Regions from separate parts of the Hordeum vulgare genome. Here region 2 is linked to region 1. The links are chromatin contacts, called in public Hi-C maps. All regions are on one chromosome and are shown on one strand. Each heading gives the region's core, a stretch centred on a gene start, on an enhancer-like site or on the middle of the called end of the contact. The rest is flanking DNA. Distances are from core to core; before and after follow the strand shown. Region 1 has its middle 520 kb from the start of LOC123427236. Region 2 has its middle 280 kb from the start of LOC123427236.

Region 1 (5,733 bases), core at 1,721-4,220:
TTCAAGAACTGTTTCTCCTATCTGCGGACTGATACCGAAAAAAATTTACGGATCCCCGTCGAAGATGGCCTAAGTTAAAGATATACCACCCTGCAAAAAAAAGTTGAAGATATACCAGAAGGCATCAACTGCATACAAGTTTTAGACTCGTACTGATCAAGTCATTAAGATATGAATGAAACAAACAGCATGGCTTGGAATTCAACAGTGGTCCCATGCAATGTTTCTAGAGAGGAAGAAACAGATCGCAACAAACAAAGAGTGACCTGTTCCTTGGTGTGCTTCGCCCGTTGTCTCCTCTTAGATGGAAGCACGTGATGAACACAAGAACAAGAACAAGAACAAACATTATATGTCTCTGTCAGTTGATTGAATAAAGTAAGCAATTAAGCATGTACTCTCTCCGTTCTTAAATATAAGACCTTTTAGAGATTGCATTATGCACTACATACGGATGTACATAGACTTATTTTAAAATATAGATTCACTCATTTTGCTCCGTATGCAGTCTTCTAGTAAAATCTCTAAAAAGTCTTATATTTTGAAACGGAAGGGGTATATATATATGCATGCATGCATGAAGCCAAGAATGCACGTAGCCTTCACCCAATCACCCGTATCTTCTTGTGTGGTCGATGGGCATGGGCAACCGATCGATGCAACGAACCCAACACAACGAACCTAAGCTAGCTGGCACTAGTTGATTTCGCAGCAATAATTGTACTAAGAAATTATTAGCTAGGAGGATTCGTTGTAAGCGAAGGACTAGTGGATGTAGGGTTGGAGCAGAAGCAGAGCATTCTACAGCCACAGATCATGCAGACAGGGTAAGGGGTATGGAGGAGGGCAGGCTCTCAGTCTTCACATCACATGCTGGGTTGTTCTAGATACATTCAATGATTCATTAATTTGTAGTAGTATGAATCAGCGGAGAAAAAAGAAGATTGTCAATTGCTTGCGACTATTTGCTTATACTGCTTGTTCGAAACATATATAAGAAGATGTATACAACTGGATTTATGTATTTTCTTCGTTCTAAAATAAGTGACTCGAAGTTGACTTAACTTTGTATTAAAGTTAGTGTAGAGTTGAGTCATTTTTAAATCACTTATTTTAGGACGAAGAAAGTATCAGCGTTGGATAACCACAAACTCGTGCGTGCATGTTGGGTGGATTATTTGTGCAAATGCAACTCTCCAACGTCTAGCGTGTGGCCAAATGATGACACAAGCCAATTTGTTCCCACCATCTAGAAGAAGAAGAAGAAAAAACAGCGCCAAAGATGGGATCAAAACTGATGTAAGAGTTTATTCCCTTGAACTTGTAGTTTTCTTAAAGCAAGAAGCCTCATTGTGTGAACAATTGAAAAGACTATCATGCAAAGATGTAACTATAATGTGCGTCTTGCTCCTCAAACTGGGGGTTGACAGCCGCTCATCCACCGAGATTTTGTTCGACTTGCGAGAAAGACCAGTCACTCGCACCAACGTTTCCCTAGGTAGGTGTCCGGCTTTTGGTTGGTGTAAAAGCCAAGGCATGAAGTTGTTGATCGTGGAATGGAATCCACATCTTCAATCACCAACAAACACTCCGACATAAGTGGTCATACATATGTCTATCTTTTATCCATGATCTCCTGCGTATGCCATGATGTGAATAAAGCACCTACTACACGAAAGTTTTCTTTGTCTTATTAGTGTAGCTATAATTTTTATAAGTACGTTATGCTTTTATAAAACTTTTGTATATTAACTATTTCGGTGAGCGCGTACTTGGCATATGGCCGTACTCCCACTTCACGTGTCACCTAGTAGCATATCCTGCAGTTTATACCTTGCTTTGGTTAGTTACTATGTGAAGTTGGCAGAAAAATGAATATCACACCAGTGCCAGAGCTATGCTACTAGTAGTACACCAACGGAGACTGATTAACTGGATTCATCGCCAGAAAAAAGAAAGGACTGATTAGTTGGATTCATCGTAGAAAAAGACTGATTAATCTGGTTATAACGACATGAAATACACCAACAAACTAAGTAATTAACCGCCGTGGTTTGAAAGCCACGTGTCAGCAAGCAAGGCATCATCAAGTCAGGCCACCGTCCAGGTGAGGTGTTTACAGTACATGATAAAGAAAAACTAGTCCTAGTGTAGTTTTCAGAGAATCAAGGACCGGTGAATCATCATGAGTTAAAATGCTAGTAATGGTCAATGAGGCAGGCTGCCTTATCCTAGTACTCCTAGATTGGAGTACTTTTCCTCCCGTAAGCAAAACGGTTTGTTTAACAGCTGCGATTAGTTTAGATAGCAGTTGAGCAATCATGCATATAAACTAGGGTATATAGTGAGAAGGATTCCAACTTCATTTTAAAGTGCATTATTACAGTCAGTACCGACCTTCCCCGGTGCAACCTGCAAGCAGGCTTTGACACTTGGAGGCGTGGCGGCCATAAAATAACATGGAATAATTGAATGGTTTTACTATTATAATACTCCAGTGTACTGTATAACATATGCAGCTGCGGTTGTGGAAATGGCGTGCATCTACTCTTGATGCTCAAGCGCAGCGCAAAGACGATTGGGCCGGCCGACAACAGGGGATGTCGATCTGATCTTTGCACATATACGTGACAATCTGTCCAAGACGTGGGCTACCTATCCACCTACACTACACGTCTACACCTGATGCGATCATCCTCTTCATCTTCTTCCCCACGATGGCGCAATACAACGACGGGGATATCTGACTTGTCCGACCCTTGCAGCCATCTAAAGCCATTGTAGTTGTAGCAGCAGCAACAATATCCACAAGGTCTTTTGACAGCAAAACCTCATCCACAGTTGATTCAGCTAGTCAAATTAGTCGACGGAGACACCTAGCGAGTACGTTACGTGGACTGATGTGCCACGTAGACACGCTTAGCCTTCAATCATATTGGAGCGTGCATGCATGTACTCTCGCTGCATCAATTAGGACGCTGCCGCACAGAAGGCGTCTTGATCGGCCAGCCATGCACACTGTAGCGCCATGAGTGGTGGAGGGATCCAACACGTAGCGGGCGGTTCAACGTACGGTGTATACTATCACTACGGCGATCTTTTTTAAAGAAACAATATAACTTCTTTAAATGCGGAAATGTTTTAGAAACATGTTTGGAAACGTCAAATTTTTTAGATTTTTTGTCCATTCTCTGAATTTCTTTAATAAAATTTGAACACGGGAATTTTTTCACAAAAGATGTAAACGTGAACATGTTTCCACAAAATGCAGTAATGTTTTTGATATTTCTGGGTTCTTTTAAAAAAGGGAATAATTTTGGGGAAAAAAGCAAGAATGAAACAAAACAGAAGAAAAACGGGATTAGAATGTACTGAAAGGTTCCTAAAACCTGTAAAAAACAAAAAGAACATTCTGGAAGGATCACAAAAAAGTTTGTATTCTTGTTTAAACTGGTACGCCCAACCTGAACACTAGAATTTCGTTTCTATGCGAAACGTCATCAAGTTGTCCCTTAGAGCATCTCTAACATGCGCCCAACCACTTCCCACGTAAAAATTATTTTACAACGTTGAAATAAAAAAATTAACGCGTTGGAGTGTGCTGTCTCCAGCAGTGACGGCAAAATATTGCGCGCGCGAGGAGCCGGCGCTTGAAACTTGTTCATTTTGAGAAGACAATATAAATATTTCAAACATAAAAAAAGACACAGCATAGTTTAATTCCACGACACATGAACAATCATGCCTCATCTTCGTCTTCCTCTTCCTCTGTTTCTTCATCCTCATCCGAAGACAGTTCTTCCTCCACTTCTTCCTCCTCCTTCTCTTCATTGACGCGCGCCACATCATCATGTGGAGCTCGGTAGGTGTTGTCAAGATCTTCAACGGAATCATACGAAGGTATGTGAGGATGCACATCGGAAGACATGTGTCCTTCCGGAGGTGCTCCAATGCCTTCCATGAGAGACGCAAAACTCATGTCTCCCATGCCCCCATGGTAGCTCCGAAGCCACCCATGCCTCTCATGCCGACTGTGACATCCTCAGCCTTTGCTACAGTTATCTCTATAATTCAGCTATAGTAATCTTATGCTAATGATGCAACGTCACCGTGATTACTGTTTTTTAAACTCTTGTTGGTTCAAACACCGTTCAAATTCAAATTTAAAATAAAGTCAAACTGATAAAGTTTTTGAATGTCAAAACAAAAATGTTCAAAGTGTGGCAATTATTCTGTGGATATTGTTATGTTGAAAACCACATTTTTATAAAGTGTTTTAGATGCACTATAATAATTAAAATAGCACCAAAACGATTAAATAAATGTCTTTTATATTTTATAAAATACTAGACTATTTTTATTTGGGGTTAAACCTTTTTGTGGCAGTGACATAAATATTAAAACTAAATTAGGAACTAGTTACATATTTTTTTAAACAAAATAAATAAAAGAAAATAGAAACCAGAAAAAGAAAATAAAAAAGGGGGAAATGCCCTCTCCCCCGGCTCAACTCGGCCAACCAGCCCAGTCGGCCACCCCAGCCCACCTTACCTCGGGGGTATTTAACCTCCCACCTAAACCCTAACCCACCCCGCAGCCACCACACTCCCTCCTCTCTCCCAGCCGCCACAACCCCCCACTCCCACCGAACCTCCACGAGGCCAGCCCCCTCGTTTCCCCCCACTCCCTCTCGAGCCCGCTCTCCCCGAGCACCCCACGAAACCCTACCAACAACGCCCCTCTTGCAGCTCTCCCTCTCCCCTCGATCCAGGAGGGATCGAGCCGGGGAGGCAGAGCCCCCCTTCGCCGGCCGCCACGCACCCGGCCACGCCCGCGCCTCCCTGCCATTCCGCGTCGGCGGTGCCCTCCCATCCTGTGCCCAGCGCCCAGGCCATCCCCACCGGCGTCGGCCCCGTCGGACTATCTACGTCGCCACACCGAGCCCGCCTCGAGCCCACTTTGCACGACTACAGGGCTCGGTGAGCCTCCCCGCGACCTTCTCTTCCTGTGTTAGCTTGTGTAGGCCCCCTTTAGCAAGGCGTCGCCGTGATCGAGCTCTCCCCCTGCCGTGGCCAATGTGGTGCTCGCCATAGAGCTGATCGAGCTGCGCCAGGACCACCAACGAGCTCCTAGAGCTCCCCTAACCCCATCCCGCGCAAGTGGTGGTCGAAATGATCGTTGTTTGCGCGCGCCCGATATGAACCGAAAGCCCCTCCACTGCCGTCGACGTAGCGCTCGCCACGGGTAGTCCCAGATCACCCCGATGGCCGGAATGGAACGACGGCGGCGCAAGCTTCCCGTAGCTGCTCGCAGCGCTCGAAACGATGGCCGGAGGTGCATTTCCGGCCACCTCGCTGTTCCTGGCCCTCGCCACAGCCTCGCCGTCACGTTTGGGCGTTGGTGGGTCACCGACACGTGGCCCCACACCATTAGCTGCTAGCCCCCCTCCCCGTTGACATGTAGGGCCAACCCCCCAAAAAACATTTAGGAAGTTGAAAAATGAAATGAATAAAATAATAATATATAATAAATAAATAAATTAACTTGTTAATTAAATCAATTAGTGTAATTAGATAGTTTTAATACCCTCTTAAGTTGATAGGGAAATGACATGTGGGTCCAGCCCAATTAACGATTAATTAAAACTCTTAGTTTAATTCTCTTAGTTAGTTAACCTAATCAGTGTATGACAACTGGGTCTCACCCCACTAATTGACTTGATTAAATATTTAT
Region 2 (5,733 bases), core at 1,832-4,331, 240 kb before region 1:
TGTACAAGATAAAATAAAGTGTAGATACATGAAGTAACATAGGTGGATCAAGTAGATAATACTAGTAACAATATGTAATTAAGTAGTACATCATCTAGGAAGAAAGATGATGTTCCCTGTCGGTTTCGAGAAGGACAAATTGAATCTTTTGGCAGAACAAAAGTAGGCTCTCCTTCAAACATGATAATATTACACGATTCTTATAGAATGGAAAACTTTTTCTTCAGTTGACTGATTTTGTTTGAAGAAACCCCCTCACGAGTTGTCCGATCGATTGGGATCGCACACGCTCATGTGTGCTGCCTCCGTCTCTCGACACACGCAGATGGCAAATGTATGTCTCTACCTTATCCTTCTGCCTCTCGCCCACCCCTTCCCATCTTTTCTCGCGTACCCCCTCCCCCTCCCTCTCTACTACGTGCTTTCACCAATGAGAATGCCTAGTCGCTAGCTCATTTTGCCCGCGCCTCGCAACACCTGCAACACCAGTACTTGTCACGATAATTGCGTCTGCAGCGGACCACCTGGTGCAAAGAGGCACCGCCGTCGGCAGCAAGCATCATCAGTGTTGCCTCGCATTGTCGTGTCCTGCAGTGAAGCTTCCGCCAAACAACCGCTCTGATGTTGCCGGTGAAGGCGTCATCTCAACTATGTTGGTCACGAGCTTTGCAAGGCAGTGGCTTTGCTGCTGCTGCATAAAGCTTGTCGACATTTCAATCAAAGTTGATGCTACAATCGAGAGGTATCGCCGGCTCCAGATGCTGCAATGCACTGCAATGGAGCCCAGCTTTTGTCGCACCATCGTTGCTGCAATGGAGCACTGCTAGTGTTATGAAAGTTGTGATGGTGATGCAATGGAGCTCCGTCTGGGCTGTAATGGAGCTTCGCCAGACAAGAGAGGTGTTGCGTCGAAGTTGTCGCATGCTCGGTGTTGCATGGCTTTGCTGCATTGGCGCATTGTCGGGCCGTCAGACGTTGCATTGCAGCATTGTCCGTGGTACGATGGCGGGGCTGGTGTAAACATAATCGACATCCCGACAAATGGCAGCGCTGCATTGTTGGCCAAGGAAGGGCTGTTGTTCCGGCACTGCTTCATTGCAATAGGAGGATGGGAAGGCGAGAAAAGGAAAAGGGAAATGTTTTCCGTCAGCGCGCCGGCCGAAATGTTCGGCCGGTCACGTGGCTGGCGTTCGATCTCCATATCTCGCGTGCCCACCTCGTCTTCCTTCCTTCCTATCCCATTCCTCCCTCTCCTTCCTCCTCCTCCTCCTCCTTCTTCTTCCTCCTCTCCCCCTTCCCCCCTGCAACCTCAGGCATTGTCGGCGAGCACTGTGACTTCTCCACCGGCAGCCGCTGCGCCTGACGGCGGTGACCAAAGGTGACCACGCGAGATGCTACAGCCGGGGCGACGGTTGAAACTTTTTTTATATACGGTTGAAGCTTTTTCTGTCAACGTTTGCAACTTTTCCTTCGTTGAAGCATTTGGTTGAAGTTTTTTTTTAACGGTTGAAGCTTTTCTATATATGGTTGAAACTTTTTGAAGAGTGACCACGCGAGATGCTGCGGCCGGAGCGGTGTTTGAAACTTTTTTCATATACGGTTGAAGCTTTTTCTATCAACGTTTGCAACTTTTCCTCGTTGAAGTTTTTTGATTGAAGCTTTTTGTCTTAACGGTTGAAGCTTTTTCTATACACAGTTGAAACTTTTTTTCTAGCGTTTGCAACACAGGGGGGTGAGATGCGACCAACGAGGTGAAGACCGACGGTATGAGCAACGGCGAGTGCGCCGGCGAGCGGCGGGAGCAGCGAACGGTGGGGGCGAGCTGAGTCCCGGAGCGCGGGGCAGCCGGGGCGGCGTGCGGTCTAGACGAGCTGAGCCGCGGAGCTGTATCCATGGTGATTCGATGGGCGGCCGAGGCGGCGACCAGCGGCGACCGACGGTGAGGGTGACTAGCGGTGAGGAGGCGAGGCGAGGCGGTCGGCGCGTACTGGGGCGTCGGCGCGTGCGAGGCTGTCGGCGCGTGCGAGGCGACCAACTGTTGGGGACGACGGGATCCGACGGTTCGGATTGGGCAGATCTAACGACTGCAGGTCGACCGGCCTAATAGTTGGGCCGGCGCACCGCGCACAGTCTTAACCAAAGGAAAATGCGTGTTGCGAGCCTGCAATCAGACGGCTCCACACACACCTCAATCAGAGAGCTCCACAGGCGGCTAATCTTTTGTAAGATCAGCCCACCGCCCATGGAAATTTCACTCTTTTTTTATTCAAAAAAAAGAAAAGATTCTCTTCTATCGACCGATCGCACGCCGTCGTCCGCCGGCTCCACGGCCGTTCGATTGTGTGTTCGTACGTCCGTCGAAGTCGCTTTCGTTTTCCTGCAACTCACGTATTGTTTTAGGGCAAACATTTTTGATATTAGATATAAGTAGAGGTGTTTCGGGGCTCGTCTGACTGTGAGAGCGAGCGGCTTGATTTGGAAAAAAATTCTGCAACATCTTCCTTGTTGCAAGAAAAAATTCTGCAATATTAGTTATGTTGCAGAAGAAAAATTCCAGCAACAATATCTGTGTTGCAAAAGTTTCGCAACACGGTCCCTTTGCAAACATCCGAACGCAACATTATGCTTGTTGCAAAAATTGTCAGCTCAATCTGTTGGTCATCCCGTATTAAATCTTTGTAGCAGAAAAAATTATATAGCCGTTTGCAGCTCTATCGGGGTCCGAAACAAAGCGATTGTTTCCGCAACTGATTTGTTGTTTCAGAAATTAATGTGTTGAGGAAGACGACCGAGTCACGTGTCAGGATTTAGATCGAATGGCTGCGGACGGCTGCACATGCGAAGATTCGACGGTTATCGGTGTGGTGGATATTTATTAGACATCCATCGATGGATGCGTAGCTTTCCCAAAAAAAATACCACAATTAGATTTTAAAATTTCCAAATATATATAAACATGTGCGAGCAGCTCCGATCTCTACTCTATTCTACTACAGGGGTAAAGTACGATTATGATAGGTTCGTGGAACTGAACACCGAGGCAATGTACAGATGTCTCACTATTCGCTTTCATCGATTGATCTTTGGCAATGCAGCATGGCGCGTTCGTCCAGCGACGTACAGGACAGGACAGGAGGTGTCTTCTTTACTTGTGTGCCCGTTTCGCCCGCGCACAGGCCTTGCGTGATGGATGGCTATGTTTGTCCACCAAATATCTCACTGCGTGCCCACTAGTTTATCACTTATACTTGCTCCGTCTCCAAATAAATAACGTATAAATTAAGTTAAAAAGTTTAATCTTTTCTAAATTTGATCAAATATACATTAAAAAATATGAAAATAAATAACGCAAAATCAGTATCAGTATATCCACCAAGATCTATTTTATAATTTATTTATTCAATATTTTTTCGTGTTAATTGTTCTTTCTACATATTTGGTCAAACTTAAATTAACTTTATAAGGGCACCTCCAAGCGTTACCGCAAACCATCCGCAACGGTTTGGACCGCATAAGCCATTCAACGTGGTTCTCTATCTATCCGCGGAGCGGTCCGGACGTGATTTCTTTTGTAAACCGAAGGCAAACGTGGGGAAGGTTTGCGGGAATTTGGATATGAGAAACGGCGCTGTATACCACTCTGGCCCACCTAAAAGGAAGGCGGAGCCCATGATTTTCTTGCAAAGCACAACTTCCCTGTCAAGATTCCCCATTCAGTCCTTGCCGCTTTTCACCCACTTTCCGCTCTTTTCTTCCATCATTTCCTTCCTTCCGTCGCCGACGCATGGAGCCACCGGAGAACCTGTCGGAGATGGAGCTGGTGGAAGTGCCGAAGGATCCGCGCATCGCGCACAGCCCGAGAGATCAACTCTTCGACGTGACAGGGTCGTCGTGTCAAAGCGAAGGCGACAAAGGAGAAGAAGTTCAAGAAGCGATTGGCCACCGGTGGGCATGCTGGTGGCGATAGGCATGGATGTCGTGGAGGTTGGCGCAGTTGTGGCGGATGCCGCAAGACAGGCATGCGCACAACACAGACGATGCCATGACCGGAGTCTTACAAGCCTCCGTACTACTACGCCGCCAAGTAGCTCGGCACCCGAGACAGTACGGTGCCTTACATCATCGACATCAACGCGACCCTCTATTCTCCGAGTATTCTTCGACGCAGATGCAGCGGGCGCGGTCGACACCGAGGGAGTAGATGGGTACCAGCATGTTATTCGTTGCAATGCCTAGAGTTGGGTAGCCGGCATACGACACGGATATGGAGATGCTCGACATCATCCATGACGGAGGCGAGGGAGGGAGAGGGGCAATGAGGACGGTCAGGTGGAAGACTCAGACCCCATCCAATCCGACAACTACCAGCAATCGTACACCTAGACGGCCACACAACATACGTACACCCAGACCAGCGATGGCAGAGAGCAACATTAGTAATGGGCAGCCGGAGAGCAGCAACCCGAGGGGGGAAGGAAGAGGAGGAGGGCACCGACGATAATGATGATCTGGGTGATATAACCAACGATCCGAAGAAGAAGGGAAGCGGAGAAAGCTTTAACATGAGGGAGGACGAGCTATTGTGCGAGGCATGGTTGGCAACTAGCCTCGATCAGTTCCATGGCACGGAGCAAAAGGGCACAACCTTTTGGAGGAACATTCACATATGGTTCCATAAACACAAACATTTTCGTGCCCTACACCATCGCGGTCATCCGCAACAGTGAATGGACGTCCCTCAATCATCGATGATACACCATTCAAGAGGCCCTGTCCAAGTATTGCGGCCACTTAAAGCAGCTCATCGCACAGTGGCCTAGCGGTGCAAAAATCACCAAGCAAGTAAGTTGATCAGTAGCTGGATATGCTTCAGTTTTGTTGATCACTAGCCGAACATGTATTGCTTTCTTGCTCACTATACGGATACGCATTGTCAACATTGTTTCACTTTGTAGCTTTCTCGTGCGTGTTTGGTGTACAAGAAGTTGGAGAAGTAGTCCTTCACCATCATGCATTGTTGGTTCGAGTTAAATGCTGGAACCTTTTCATTGCCAAGACCGTCGTCCAAGTCAACGAGGAAGAAACCGATGACCCTATCGACCCAACCTAACAACCGCCGAAGAAGGTTTGAAGAAACCTACGGGAGGAAAAGTGGGAGGAGGAGAGGGCGAAGCGAGACGGTGTGGCGGCCAAGATGACAGAGAAGTTTGAGAACATCTTCATGAACTAGGTGGAGGCATGTGTGAGGCGCTCGGAGAAAAGGAAGGCGGAGAGGTTCACGCAGTTAATGAACGCGATGGACAAGAAGCTCGCGCTCGAAGAAAGGTGGACCGTGATCGAAGGAAGGAAGGTCGCGCTCGAGGAAAAGAGGATGAAGATCGCCGCCAATGCGGAGGACGCCAAGATGTTGACCTTAAATGTCGACTCTTTGGATTCTGGCGCAAGAGTCATGGTGCAATCCTATTAGTACCTGATGTTGCAGCGGTAGAAAGATGAGTTGACGGCGGCGACGAAGTATGAAGACATCGTGGAGGCATACGCGGAGGCGGACGAGGAGGTTGCAAACGCCATTGCGACGACACCTCCTTGATCGGGGAGCAGCTCGCTGAAATTGCCGGTCTTGCAAGGCAGAAATGCAAGGGTTGTCGGAGTGATGTTCTTTTGAAATCGGATATATAGAAAACTAAGCTTATTTGCTTCATTTTAATGGGATCGGGCATGCGATTTGGCGTG

The links. Hi-C and Micro-C count contacts between places; a contact is called where the count stands out from the background.
Region 2: a Hi-C map of leaf shows a contact between it and region 1, with 4 times the contacts expected there. The contact joins two enhancer-like sites. A contact is called at or near these places in 3 of 6 Hi-C or Micro-C datasets (leaf and seedling).

What each region holds. Positions count from the first base shown.
Region 1 is chr2H:354,819,053-354,824,785 of MorexV3_pseudomolecules_assembly, reverse strand. No RefSeq gene overlaps it. Among protein-coding and RNA genes, the nearest start is that of LOC123427236, 520 kb to the left of the region's middle. Within about 2 kb of position 2,970, at least 3 of the 3 cell types and tissues checked have open chromatin away from gene starts, as enhancers often do. A contact at or near this core is called in leaf, where this site is marked.
Region 2 is chr2H:355,058,384-355,064,116 of MorexV3_pseudomolecules_assembly, reverse strand. No RefSeq gene overlaps it. Among protein-coding and RNA genes, the nearest start is that of LOC123427236, 280 kb to the left of the region's middle. Within about 2 kb of position 3,081, at least 2 of the 3 cell types and tissues checked have open chromatin away from gene starts, as enhancers often do. A contact at or near this core is called in leaf, where this site is marked.